Linked DNA regions of Danio rerio: region 1 is linked to region 2. The links are chromatin contacts, called in public HiCAR-type maps. All regions are on one chromosome and are shown on one strand. Each heading gives the region's core, a stretch centred on a gene start, on an enhancer-like site or on the middle of the called end of the contact. The rest is flanking DNA. Distances are from core to core; before and after follow the strand shown.

Region 1 (6,539 bases), core at 864-3,363, 260 kb after region 2:
ACAAATAACATTTATGATGAAATTGCACTCAAAGAATGACATTTGCTGCTTGGTCAAACTACTAATTTAAAATGAGTTGAGTTCTTTCGTTTTTTGCGAACAACTTAATTATTTTACGTTCAATCCCCTTAAATATATGTAAAAACAATTAAGTTAACTAAACATAAAGGAATTGTGTGGAACCCAGCATCATTTAAATAAAAGTTCTTGCCAAAAAAATGACAGTTTCAATAAGATTTTACGATAAGGATTGTCAGCAATAAAGTTATTGACATCTTTTCAAGATTCTGTAAAAAAATAAATAAATAAATAAATAAATAAAATATTGCAATATAGCCCAATAGCTACAACCGACATAAACAAATACTGTATAGGCTTCGGTTTTTACTACAATACATCACAATTTACTGTATAACTGTAGTTTTTATCATTTTTTCTTCAGTTTATGATAGTTAAAACTACAGTATGCTAAACAGTATAATAGACTTTACTGTAGCCTATGGTTCAAAAACACTATAGTGGCCTACTAATATTTTTATAGATGGTAAGACCAATAAAATGAGGAATCTTAAGTCATAATATATAATTGGGTTTCACTAAATTTATTTTACACGTTGACATATTTTTGTAACTACAAAAGTCTGCATTAATTTCTAATTCGTTAATGTTCACAAAACAAAAAAGCCCTGAAAACATGTAATGCTCTGAAAACATTTAATTTCATGTAAATATCTTTTTTTTTTAAATATGTTTTCTTTCAGAAAACTATTTAAATATGTAATACATCTTGTTCTTGTGGCATTGAACTAATAATATATACAATACCGTTCAAAGATCTGGGCTCAGTAGGATTTTTAAATGTTTAAAGATAAGCTTATCCTGCTCAATAAAGCTGCATTAATTTAATCAAAAATACAGTACAAATAGTAAGATTGTGCTATTGCACTATAAAATAACTGTTTATGAGTAGTTTATCATTTAATTTAATCATTTATTCCAGTGATTTTAAAGATGAATATTCAGCGTCATTACTCCATTCTTCAGACGTATGATCATTCAGAAATCACTCTAATATTATTATATTTATTATTAATAATAATAATAATAATAATAATAATAATAATAATGGTAATAGTAATAAAAGCAATAATGACTGGAGTAATCATTTCATATGAAACAACATACAATAAGTAAGCCGATATTATTTTGTAAATGAATATTTAACAATTTTTTACATTTAGTAAATGCCACCTTGGTGAACAGAATAATAATAAAAAATCATGATTTTTTTTTTATAAAACTTTATATATATATATATATATATATATATATATATATATATATATATATATATATATATATATATATATATATATATATATATATATATATATATATATATGGAGCTCAGCTCTGCCCATGTGACTCAGCAGTGCAGCAGTGAGTACCACTTGTCGTTGTTCGCCAGCAGAATTGTGTTGCTGTCTGATAGTGACATCTTGTGGTGAATTTTGTACGTTACATAATGAGATTAATGCATAAAATCATCTTACTTGAGGACGCTATGAAATTATATATGAATATTAAGAAGTATTACTGCAAATATATCCCCTGTCCAGTACATGAATGAAGGGAAACAATATAAAATAAATAGCATTCCAAAGAATTCAAATGAACGAAAACTATTAATAAATAAATAATTACACACTTCGTGTTTGTGAAACTAGCATTATTTTAGTATTATCATTGATAGTATTAAATAACCTCTCTTTCTTATTTACAGTACGTGACATTCCCATGCATATTTAAGCACATTTCGTCTATTATGCATGAGTGCGTGTTTGTCTAGTTGTTGTTTTACATCTTGCTGCTTCGTATTTACTAAGCACTAAAATAAATTTTATAAAATGAAGAAGGACCCATGATTAAACGTGTGTTTGGTGTCTGAAATAACGGACTCATGCTGGTGCTGTGAGGCATTTTTGGCACGATTCTGCGCACAGCGGCCGTCAGTCATCTCCATTTCCGCGTTATTTCCCCGGACGCGTACGTTCCTATGGATTGCTCCTAAAACTTCTCCACGACTGGGTACTTCAGTGTAAGAGTTGTATCGGTCTAACGGTGCTTCTGTAAAGGAGCTATAACTACAAGAGTCAATAACGTGACTATATTATGTTGTATTGCGTTGGAAACTGTGGATTTAGCAGATTCAGAGATAGTTAGGCTGCTCTGGCTAACTTAGTTAGCAAGCTATCATACCGGTATTAGCACTGAATTAAACCATGGCAGATGGGAAGAATGGAGAGACGACAGACGAAAATGAGTTAAAGGGAGCTACAGGTGGTGAAGGTAAGTTTAAGTTCGAGCTACATTGCGCGGGCTCTCTCTGACGTGACGTGAAGTCCACCACGGTGTCCAAGACTTCCTCACTTCGCCGGGCCTTTGAATGCTAGAATGAGCGACATACTTTTGATAGTAGGCCTATATGGCTATTTACAGCTATATATGAGTTTATGTTAGAAGTGTCTCGTTATTAAGTGTGTGTTAATCCTCTTCTTGTCTTTTGTTATATGATTGTGTTGTCATAGCCTATTTGACTCTGACGTATCATGGGCGTATGCTTTTTGTAATGAAAATCAGTGTTGCCAACTATTTCCATTGAAAAGTAGCTCAAGCCTGCCCAAAAAGTAGCTAAATGTTACCAGATGACGTCACACACTAACTTGCATATTAGTGACGTCATTACGTAGTATTACTCAGAATCTTCACATAAATCTAAAGAATTTATCTTTTTTATATAGTTTATTAATACATAAACAAAAATGCATGGCTTCAGTGTTCAGTCCCTACTTTTTTACATTTTCTGATTGAAGTTGACTCACTGCTGAAATCTTTCCATATATGTAAAAACAAAAAAAATGTGTCAGATTCCTGGTTCTATATGAAGAACTGTTGCCTTGATTTAAGGTAGAACGCTTTCCCAATGCTCTTAATTTAATTTCATACACTTTTATACAATTGTAATTTATTCACCCCTTCCTTTGTTTTGTTAATCTCTTTTTTTTCTTTTTCTGCAACTAATGTAATTTGTATTTTTCTCCTTTGTATGTCTCTTATATCGATCTCCTGATTGTGGTTGTATATTTGCATTCTTTAATTAAAAAAAAGAAAAAAATTAATATGCAAAATTCGAAAAAAAAAAAAAAAAAACGTCATTACGTAGTATCTGTCAAGCGTAAGACCATCATGTCTCTACTCTCTGAGGCGGTGTGTATTATATTATATTAAAGCTTTACATCTAGATGCACAATAAATAGGTTCCTATTAACACATTATTTTGCGTGATGACGGTTGCGTAATCGCAACTTAAAACTACCTCTTTATGTAATATACAAGAAAAGTTTTCTCAAACTGACTGGCCATCTCAGCAAAAACATTATTGGAAATATGTCCCTTTAGATTTGTATGAAATATATAGTTATATATAAATAAAAGTAATACAAATTTTTTTTATTTTAATTATTTTTAAATATAACACTGATAATGAACAGTTACATTCTTTTAAACAATCACAGCTTGTGTACTTATTTTTAACTTGTGAAATTAACACATTTGTGAAAGTGACAACAATTATAGCACTATTGGAAATTATTGCTTGCTAAATTACCCACAATCATACATGTTAACAGATATCAGGAAATTAACACTTATGAAAAACAATTTAAGCTCATTTTTTGAGTCATTTTTTAAAAATCGCTAAAAGTAGCCAAATGAATGTTAAAAATGGCTAAATTTGTTGCTATGTGCTGTTTAAAAAAAACATTGCTAGGGTAGTATGAAAAGTTGCTAAATCTAGCAACAAAATAGCTAAGTTGGCAACACTGATGAAAATAGCTGTGGGAAATTTGGCAATGTACGCACTGTACAAAAAGACACGATCAAGTAGTTATGACAGCATATGTTTTAGTTCATTGTAACTTATTAAACTAAGTTAACCATGTTCCAACTTAATTTTATAAGTTATGCAAGCTGTTTTAATTCAGTTTAATAGGGATCGGGTGGTTCGAAAGACCCCCCCCTTCTAACAAAGTCCAGAATTTGGCCTCTATCCCTACTGAAAAAAAAACAGCTTAAACCAGTCTAGACGGGTTGGCTGGTTTTAGCTGGTCGACCAGCCTGGTTTTAGAGGGGTTTTGGCTATTTCCAGGCTGATTCCCAGCCATTTCTAGCATGGTCAGTCTGATCAGCTAAAACCAGCTTGACCAGCCTAGCTAGGCTCAGAGCCTTTGTAAATATTGCATTATTTTTAAATATAATTAAATAAATAAATCAATAAAATGCAGTATTTGAACCTCGAATAACTGCAGATGGTTTTTTTCAGCGAAAAAAAGTGCAACCTTTTTTAATAGGCTGGCTACAGGCCTGTGATTCAGCTTAAAAATTTAGGGCAACCAGGATTTTTTTTCACTGTGTGGCCTTTTCTGTCTTTTTAGTACCATCTCAAATTGCATATACTGCCGGTAGAGGGCAACAAATTTTAATTTTGTATTTTAGGTCGATATTTTAAATCAATTCAATAATTTGCAATGTAAGACATTTTAGGGGATAAACATTAAAGTGTGACAATAAAATACCCAGTTTTTTGTAATTAGTTTAAAAATAATACCTTCAAAATATATGACATGTTGTTAAAAATGTGTTTATTCATTCACGAATTACGTCAGTCGTGCTTTACTGAATTTGTTAGGTATGAGTGTGAGTGAAATATTAACCTTTGTTTCTTTTAATTTGTATTTTAGGTGAACTTTATTTTAAAGCAATTCAATAATTACTAATGTAAGACATTTCAGGGAGTAAAAAGTAAATTGTGACCATAAAATACCTAGTTTTATTGTAATTAGTTTATAAATAAAACCATCAAAATATATAAAATGTGTCTAAAGATGTGTTTAATCAGTCACAGAATACAATTATCATGCTTTACTGAATTTCTTCGGTGCACTGTAAAAAAAATCCTAGTTGCCTCAAATTTTTAAGCTGAATCAAATGAACCTTATGAGTCTATTGAACTTTTATTTATGTTAAACTGACAGCTTGCATAACTTATGAAATTAACATAGAACATGATTAACTTAGTTTAACAAGTTACAATGACCTGAAACAAATGCTGTCTGGACTAATTGATCATATATTTTTTACAGTGTATGGATGTGAGAAAAATATTTACATTTGTTTATTTTAGCTTTTAATTTGGTATTTTAGGTGAACATTTTATTTAAAAGCATTTTTAAAAATAACTAGCAATGTAAGACATTTTAGGCAATAAATTGCAAAGTGTGACAATAAAATACCCAGTTATTTTGGAATTAGTTTAAAAATAATACCTTCAAAATATATAAAATGTTGTTGAAAATGTGTTTATTCAGTCATGAATTACATTAATCATGCTTTACCGAAATTGTTATGTATGGGTGTGAGTGAAATATTAACATTTTCTTTATTATTTAAAGGTCTAATAGCATTTCACAGTACAAATGTTGTTGTTTAGGTAATTTTAATCCTCCAGAAAATGTCTGTTTGCCTGAAAAACAACCAAACCAGTACTGGGTTTCAGCTTAAATGGCATCCGCTGTGTAAAATATATGCTGGATAAGTTGGCGGTTCATTCCACTGTGGCGACTTCTGATGAATAAATGGACTAATCTGAAGTTAAAACATTGTGTTAGTTGTGCTGTCTAAAAATGAATTTAAACATGTCTGCAAACATCACTTAAAAAGAAAAAGGTCTAAATCACAGCATGTTTTAAATTTATGCACATATTCACACATAAACGCACACTATTTGTCAATTTATGTACTGTATGTATTAAATTTTGATATATTTCAAAATTTGAGAACAGAAAACCGGGCCAAATAAAGTTGGTTACACCGCAAACTTTCACATAAGCCAATGCCTCTACCTATCTTGTAAAGCAGCCTGTATCAAAACAGGAAGTTCTTCCCAATAGAGGTCACTGTTCACCGCAGTTATAGTGCCATCTCACCCCATTATCACACCCAGGAATACAAAGATTGCTTCCTGTACTTTGACCTCATCCTGTTTTAAAATGCTTATGTTATGAACAGTGTACTTTTAAAAGTAATATATTAAATGTGTTCCTTAGTTTCTTTTCAAGGAAAGTAATGCATATGCAAGTATATGTTTATAATGTTTTATAGTCATTATTATTATTAGCCCCCTTAATTATTAGCCTCCTATTTATTTATTTCCCCAATTTCTAGTCAACAGAGAGAATATTTTTTCAACACATTTCCAAACAATAGTTTTAATAACTCATCTATAATAACTCATTTATTTTATCTTTGCAATGATGACAGTAAATAATATTTGACTAGATATTTTTAAGACACTTCTATACAGCTTAAAGTGACATTTTAAGGCTTAACTAGGTTAATTAGCTTAACTAGGCAGGTTAGGGTAATTAGGCAACTTATTGTATAACAATGGTTTGTTCTGTAGACTAAAAAAAAATTGCCTA
Region 2 (7,016 bases), core at 2,127-4,626:
TCGGTGATGCAGCACTAATGCAATATGGTGTATCCATTAGAAGACTCATCTCAAATCATTAACCTTTTGAAAAGAGATTAGCTCAGGAGGAAGCCGGGCATCAGGGAGGGATTCCTATTGTGACACAAGCAATGAGGAAACGCTTCCCTGAACCCCTGAGTAAGACAGCATGCTCTGTGCTGTGGAGGAGCTGATCAGTCAACCGAGAAAACCTTCAATATTAACATTCGAAACCAATGGCCGAGGGTGAATCCCTCGATCTCAGGACAAAACCGAAAATTTTGAAACACGCGTTCTCATTTAAGACCTGTTTCCAATAAGAGTGATAATTATAACTAGGGTTATACAAAATATCACAAAATTAATGTTATAATATTATATGCAACATACATATCACAGACATTTGTGATAAATTACATATGTCTGCATTGGTTATTTATCTAAATTTGACCAATCAGATGGGGCTTTTCTATCATTATCCACATCTACTCAGTAGTTGTAGTTCTGCTATTGGCTGGGGCGGCCCAAAGTTGAACCCAGAGCTGAAAATAAATTCTAATGGCGGGAAATGACAACAGCCAATCAGAGTGAGAAAATTTTCACTTATTTTTCACTTATTCATAGTGTTTTAAAGACTAAATGTTTGCACCTTGACAGCTTTTTTGATTACTTAAAATAAGATTTAAAATATTATCAGTTGAAGTCAGAATTATTAGCCCCCTGAATTATTCGCCACCCTGTTTAATTTTTTCCCCAATTTCTGTTTAATGGAGAGCAGATTTTTTCAACACATTTCTAAACATAATAGTTTGAATAACTCATTTCTAATTATTTTACATTTGCCATGATGACAGTAAATAATATTTTACTAGATATTTTTTAAGACACTTCTATACAGCTTAAAGTGACAGATAAAGGCTATGGAATATATACAGCCATATCGCACTGCTACTTGTATGGATGTATGTATGTATATATATATATATATATATATATATATATATATATATATATATATTAGGGGTGTCACGATTAAGATTTTTAATCGAAATCGATTGAAATTTATGCTCAATTTCGATTATCGAATCAAAAAATAGAATCGTCGATGCTGCCATGCCCCCATGTCACGTCAGCTTGGCTTGCCAAGTGGGAAAAAAACAGGCTTGTGGAAGTGCTTGTTAAACTGCAGAAGCAGGAGACCCGTCGACAGAACTTAAACCCTCTCCTCTTTCAATGAAGTCGCTGGTGTGTAAGCATTTTGGATTTCCAGTGAGTTGTTGACAACGTTCGTGTAGTCGACAAAAAAAACAGTTTTGCAAGCTCTGCTATGTACGTATTACGTAAGGTTCGTCCGATAGACAACACCGGCATCGCGATCCTCCGCCCTCCCCCGTTGCAAATCCGCTCGCGGAAAATGCACATCACGTGACCACACAGACACATACACAGCCATGCGCTCGAGACAGCAGGTCCAGGCAGAGGACTGCTTCAATCTTTCACTCACTTGTACTTAGTCATTTTAGCAAACACCTCAGATACTGTTGGCTGGTTCGTGTTGGTTGTGCGTCTTTTTTACCGCCGCCATTATAACGACACAGATCCCTGCCTAGTCCCACAGAAAAAGTGATTGACAGATGGTAATTATGTGTGTATCTTGCCTTTATTAATTTACTGTATAATTTGTTTATGGGTAAAACAAAGACCATCCAGGTCAGGTAGTTTAAACGGTAGGCTACAAATAATTAATTTGTCTTTAATTAATTAATTAATTATTCATAATCAAAAATCGAATCGAATCGTGCCTTTAGAATCGAAAATGTAATCGAATCAAGGATTTGGAGGATCGTGACACCCTTAATATATATATATATATATATATATATATATATATATATATATATATATATATATATATATATATATATATATACACACACATATCACAACTGGTGGTTAATTAATATTTCTTTATGATTGTTTATGACTAAAGAAGCCAAGGTACATGCATAGAATCACTCACCAACATGCCGTAACATTCATTATTGATTTAAAAAAATATATGAATTTACATATTTTATCAGCGTTGCACATCTGTTAATTCCCCGAAAACAAATTGACAGTGATTCCAACAATATTGTTCCTCTACATATTTTTTCCCAAATACTGAAAATTTTCATAAAAGTCATGAATAAAGTCAAACTACAGGAACCACCTGTTACAAGCCAAATGTAAATTTTTAGTGAGGCAATTAATAAAATCTAACACGTTTAATTGATAAAGAATCACCAACGCATTACATGTTCATAATTCAGGGCCTACAAATCAAATGTAACGAGTAGTTACATGGACACTTACATTTAAGCAAACGCTTAAAAAAAAAAAAAAAAAAAAAAAAGAAGCCTGGAAAATAAATATTAGCCTACATACTTATCTCAACCTCATGTTAAGCCAATGTGCATGCCTTTTTTTCAGCAAAAACCCAAACAGATTACAACCACAAATAAATGCAATGACGAGTGAATGCCAAGGATGTTATTCAGATCCCTGTGCTCGACAGAACAATCAAACCTGATCAAATTTGAATGTATAAGTGAACAAGCCCTTGAAATCTTTCAGACCTCAGATGTGTCTGTGATTGACCCCCAGACAAAAGCATTTTTAAATAATAGGAAACATTAAACAACATTAAAACCAAGATATTGTGAATTAAAGCCTGTTTAAACATTAAACAACCCCTACTCCTGTATATTAAAAACAAGGACATAAACGTAAATAAAAAAACACACTAAATAAATAAATAAATAATGCCTCCTCACGACATTGAATGAGCTTTCCTCCTGCGGGCCAGAATGTTCAATGTTTTTTTCATCCCTGAACAGGAAGGAGGAAGACGATATTTCACAAACCACCTGCCAGCTGTCTATAGCACCAATATATCAAACTGCTTTCTTGATAATCGATCGAGCTAGCCGGTTATCGATGGATATCACATCCAAACAGCGGACAGAGACGTGAAGTTCTCCGTTTTCTGTCGCGAACACGAGCCACAGGGCAAGTCGTGATGCGCAGTTATTGTTCAAACACTGACCCCAGATCACAGCCTCAATCGATCAGTCAAGACTAGCATTAATTACGAGCAGGATTAGCCGTCTACAAGTACTGGAGCTAACAGCCCTGACAAACACCTTTAGCTCGTTAGCTATAGCAGCCTTATTTCTTTCACTCACTTCCACGATGAACTTCGCCGGGGGCTTCGAGGGGGGGAGGATGAATACTGAGATACCAGCGTCTGGAGATTGTGTGACACCTTTTCTCAATAAATTCAGTGGTGATATCCCGCTACCCGCTTTTCCTCCTTTCTTTAGTGTTCCTGCAAGTAACGTGAACCTTTCGCTGTCGCCAATGACTTCCGCTCTCGGACTCTAAGGAGATTTCAAAACAAAAGTCCCTGTACTATACTGGGGTTACGCATTTTGAACGCTGTAACCTTTACAGCTGGTATGACATTTGTGAAAGTATTTATATAAAACGGTATACCGGGTTGTTGGACATATGCTGAAGTATTTGTGCTGTATTAAATAAAACAGTATTTATTTATTTATTTATTTACGCAATGTAAAAAATATGCTAACAGGATGAAAACCTACAAGTTAGCATTCAACTAACGATAACGTAAAATAAAAATTTAATCACTTTTAATTACACTTATAATGTTCCAAACCTTAATGTTTCTTTCATCTATTGAACACAAACAAATTTTGAGGAAAGCTGAAACCCTGTAACCATTGAGATACATAGTGTTACATATGTTTACATAAGTTTCTTTCCTCAAAATATCTTCTTTTGTGTTTATACAAAATGGTAAACCGGATTGTTGGACATATGCTGAAGTATTTGTGCTGTTTTAAATAAAAAAAAGGTTTTTATTTATGTCAAAAAAAATTAATTTAAAAAAACTACAAGTTCGCCATTTAAGCTACGATAACGTAAAACAAAAATGTAATTACTTTTAATCACCCTCATGTGGTTCCATACCTTTATGTTTCTTTCATCTACTGAACACAAACGAATAAATTTTGAGGAAAGCTTAAAACCTGTAACCATTGACATACATTAAATATATAAACATATGTTTACAAGTTTTCTCAAAATTTCTTCTTTTGTGTTTATATGGTATACCGGATTGTTGGACATACATACTAATTATACACTACTAATATTTTTGCTTCAATATATAAAGCAGTTTTTATTTATTCACACAATGTCAATAATATGCTAACAGGATGAAAACCCACAAGTTAGCCATTTACTCCAACTAAGGATAACATTAATTCAACCTAAAATGAAAATAATCTGTTTTTAATTACCCTCATGTGGCTTCAAACCTGTTGTTTGAACACAAACTAATACATTTTGGGGAAAGCTGAAAATCTGTAACCATTGATATCCATACTGAAGTCAATGTTTTTTCCCTCAAAATATCTTTTTTTTTCTTTCTGTTGAACAGAAGAAACAAACATATTTGAAGGAAGTGAAGGGCAAGTAGGCCTAAATGATGACAGAATTTTCATTATGAATCACTGCTTTAAGAGCTCAAATGAAATTTGATAATATAATTTCTGCAATTGTCTGAAAGAATGTAACTTGAGGCAAACCTTCATGACAAATCACAATATAGCCTAACTCATAACGTTTAAATAAACCATCATTTGTTTTTTAGCCATTCTGATTTAGGACCTGCATGGAAAATAATCCAAAATAAAAACATATTATATGACCTGCTGAAAAAAAAGTAGCTAACTTAGACTGGTTTAAGCTGGTTGACCAGCCTGGTTTTAGAGTGCGTTTGGCCATTTCCAGGCTGGTATCCAGCCATTTCCAGCCTGATCTATAGATGGTCAGACTAGGAAATGACCAGCTAAAACCTAGCCAGGCTAGTCAAGCTGGTTTTAGCTGATCATTTTCCAGCCTGACCAGCTAAAACCAGCCAACCAGCCTTGTTTAAGCTTTTTTTCCCCCGTAGGGTAGTAAATAAACACTGTTTTCAGGACAAATAAAGAAACAGCATGTTCACTCGTAAAAATTACCACTATCTTCTTAAATTAATTTAGTAATCTTTTTTACATTAATAGGGTATTTCTGTTACACTAGTTGAAAAAATGGGCGACGCAGTGACGCAGTAGGTAGTGCTGTCGCCTCACAGCAACAAGGTTGCTGGTTTGAGCCTCGGCTGGGTCAGTTGGCGTTTCTGTGTGGAGTTTGCATGTTCTCCCAGCGTTCTTCCGGGTGTTCCGGTTTCCCCCACAGTTCAAAAACATACGGTACAGGTGAATTGGGTAGGCTAAGTTGTCCGTAGTGTACGAGTGTAAATGAATGTTTATGTTTCCTAGAGATGGGTTGCAGCTGGAAGGGCATCCATTGCCTAAAACACACACTGGATAAGTTGGCGGTTCATTCCACTGTGGCGACCCAAGATTATTAAGGGAACTAAGCTGAAAAACGAAAATGAATTAATGAATGAATTGACAAAATGACATTATCTCATCTATATTTTGACACTGCATTTAAACTAATGTTAGCTGAAACATTAAAGCAGAAGTGTTTGTACAAGTTTGTACATATTGTAAATGGAGGCTTTATCAAATCATTTGCCATTTTTATTTAATGCAGGGCATTTAATTAGGATATCTTGTCTTTACTCAAGTACAATTAATTATTATTAAATTGTTTTAATTAACGTAACATTTAAAGAATGGAAGCTTTTCTAAGCAACTTTTCTCTTGTTGTGAGCAGCACTGTTTTGCTGTATTTATCGATTAAACAAATTAACATAATAAGTAAATGAAGAGACCAAGATTTAACAGACTTTTATTGGTGATTAACACAAGCTGCTCTACAGAATTATATTGTTGTGTGTAGCACCCCCTGCTGGTTTGTTTTGAATTTTAAATAAAGCAACACATGTAATGACAACGTTTATTTAAAACTTGCAGTGCCAAAGGTTAGTTGTTAATTAATGTAGTATTTTAACACCAAGTTGAACATAATTATTTGCTATTCATTTTTATACCTTGGACAATATGTTTTTTTTTTAGTCTTGTATTGATTTTTAATCTTATTCATTCATTCAATTATTCATTTATTCATTCATTTGTTCATATAAACCTTCATTTATATAGAGGCTAGGCATTATAGGTTGTTTACTGTTTAATTTATATAATTTTATTATTTGTAATCATTTATATAACGTGTTGAAGTTTGTAAGGGAACTAATAGTTAAAATTTAGATATAGATAATTGCTAAATTAAGGTAAATAATACATCTATCTATCTATCTATCTATCTATCTATCTATCTATCTATCTATCTATCTATCTATCTATCTATCTATCTATCTATCTATCTATCTATCTATCTGTCCGTCCTTTCGTCCGTCCTTCCACCCATCCATCCATCCATCCATCCATCCGTCTATCTATATAAATTTAAATATATGGGACGCTGAATAAACAACAGAACAACAGGCATCTTCCAAAGCTAAATGACATTAAAGGGATAGTACCAAAAATAAAGATAAAATTTACTCTATGAAGATAAAATTTACTCACCATTTACTCATCCTCCAGGGGTTCTAAACCCTCATGAGTTTATTTTATCTGTTGAGCAAAAAAGACAATACTTTGAAGAAAGCTGAAAACCTGTAACCATTGACTTCCATAGTAGGAAAAACAAACCAAAGTCAATGGTTACAGGTTTTCATATTTCTTTAAAAAAATTTCTTTAGTGTTCAACAGAAAAAAAGTCAAATGTGTTTTAGTGTTGTCGGGGAGCTTTACGCTCTGTTTTTGATGAAAATTTATTGAATAATTTATTTGTTTTCTTTCAAATGTTTTTTATTTGTTATAAAATTCATCTATTACAGGCATTTTGATTTGCCAGGGAAGGAAAATATTCATATTTGTGTATATTAAATCATCAATTACAAAAAAAAAATCATTCTCTCAATAATTATTGCC

What was found. HiCAR-type assays count read pairs that join an accessible place to other places.
Region 1: a contact with region 2 is called in a HiCAR-type map of caudal fin, with 7 times the contacts expected there. The contact joins the promoter of zgc:153993 here to the promoter of csnk1g1 in region 2. A contact is called at or near these places in 2 of 18 Hi-C or Micro-C datasets (caudal fin and hematopoietic stem cells) and 2 of 4 datasets of contacts at active chromatin or transcription factors (caudal fin and embryo).

The regions. Positions count from the first base shown.
Region 1 is chr7:69,429,212-69,435,750 of GRCz12tu, forward strand. zgc:153993 reads left to right here and starts at 2,114. Exons shown (of 6, transcript NM_001076585.1): 1 at 2,114-2,349. The coding sequence starts at 2,283. It also overlaps a transcript of ano1a not described here.
Region 2 is chr7:69,169,184-69,176,199 of GRCz12tu, forward strand. csnk1g1 (casein kinase 1, gamma 1) reads right to left here and starts at 3,377. Exons shown (of 12, transcript NM_001008635.1): 1 at 3,228-3,377.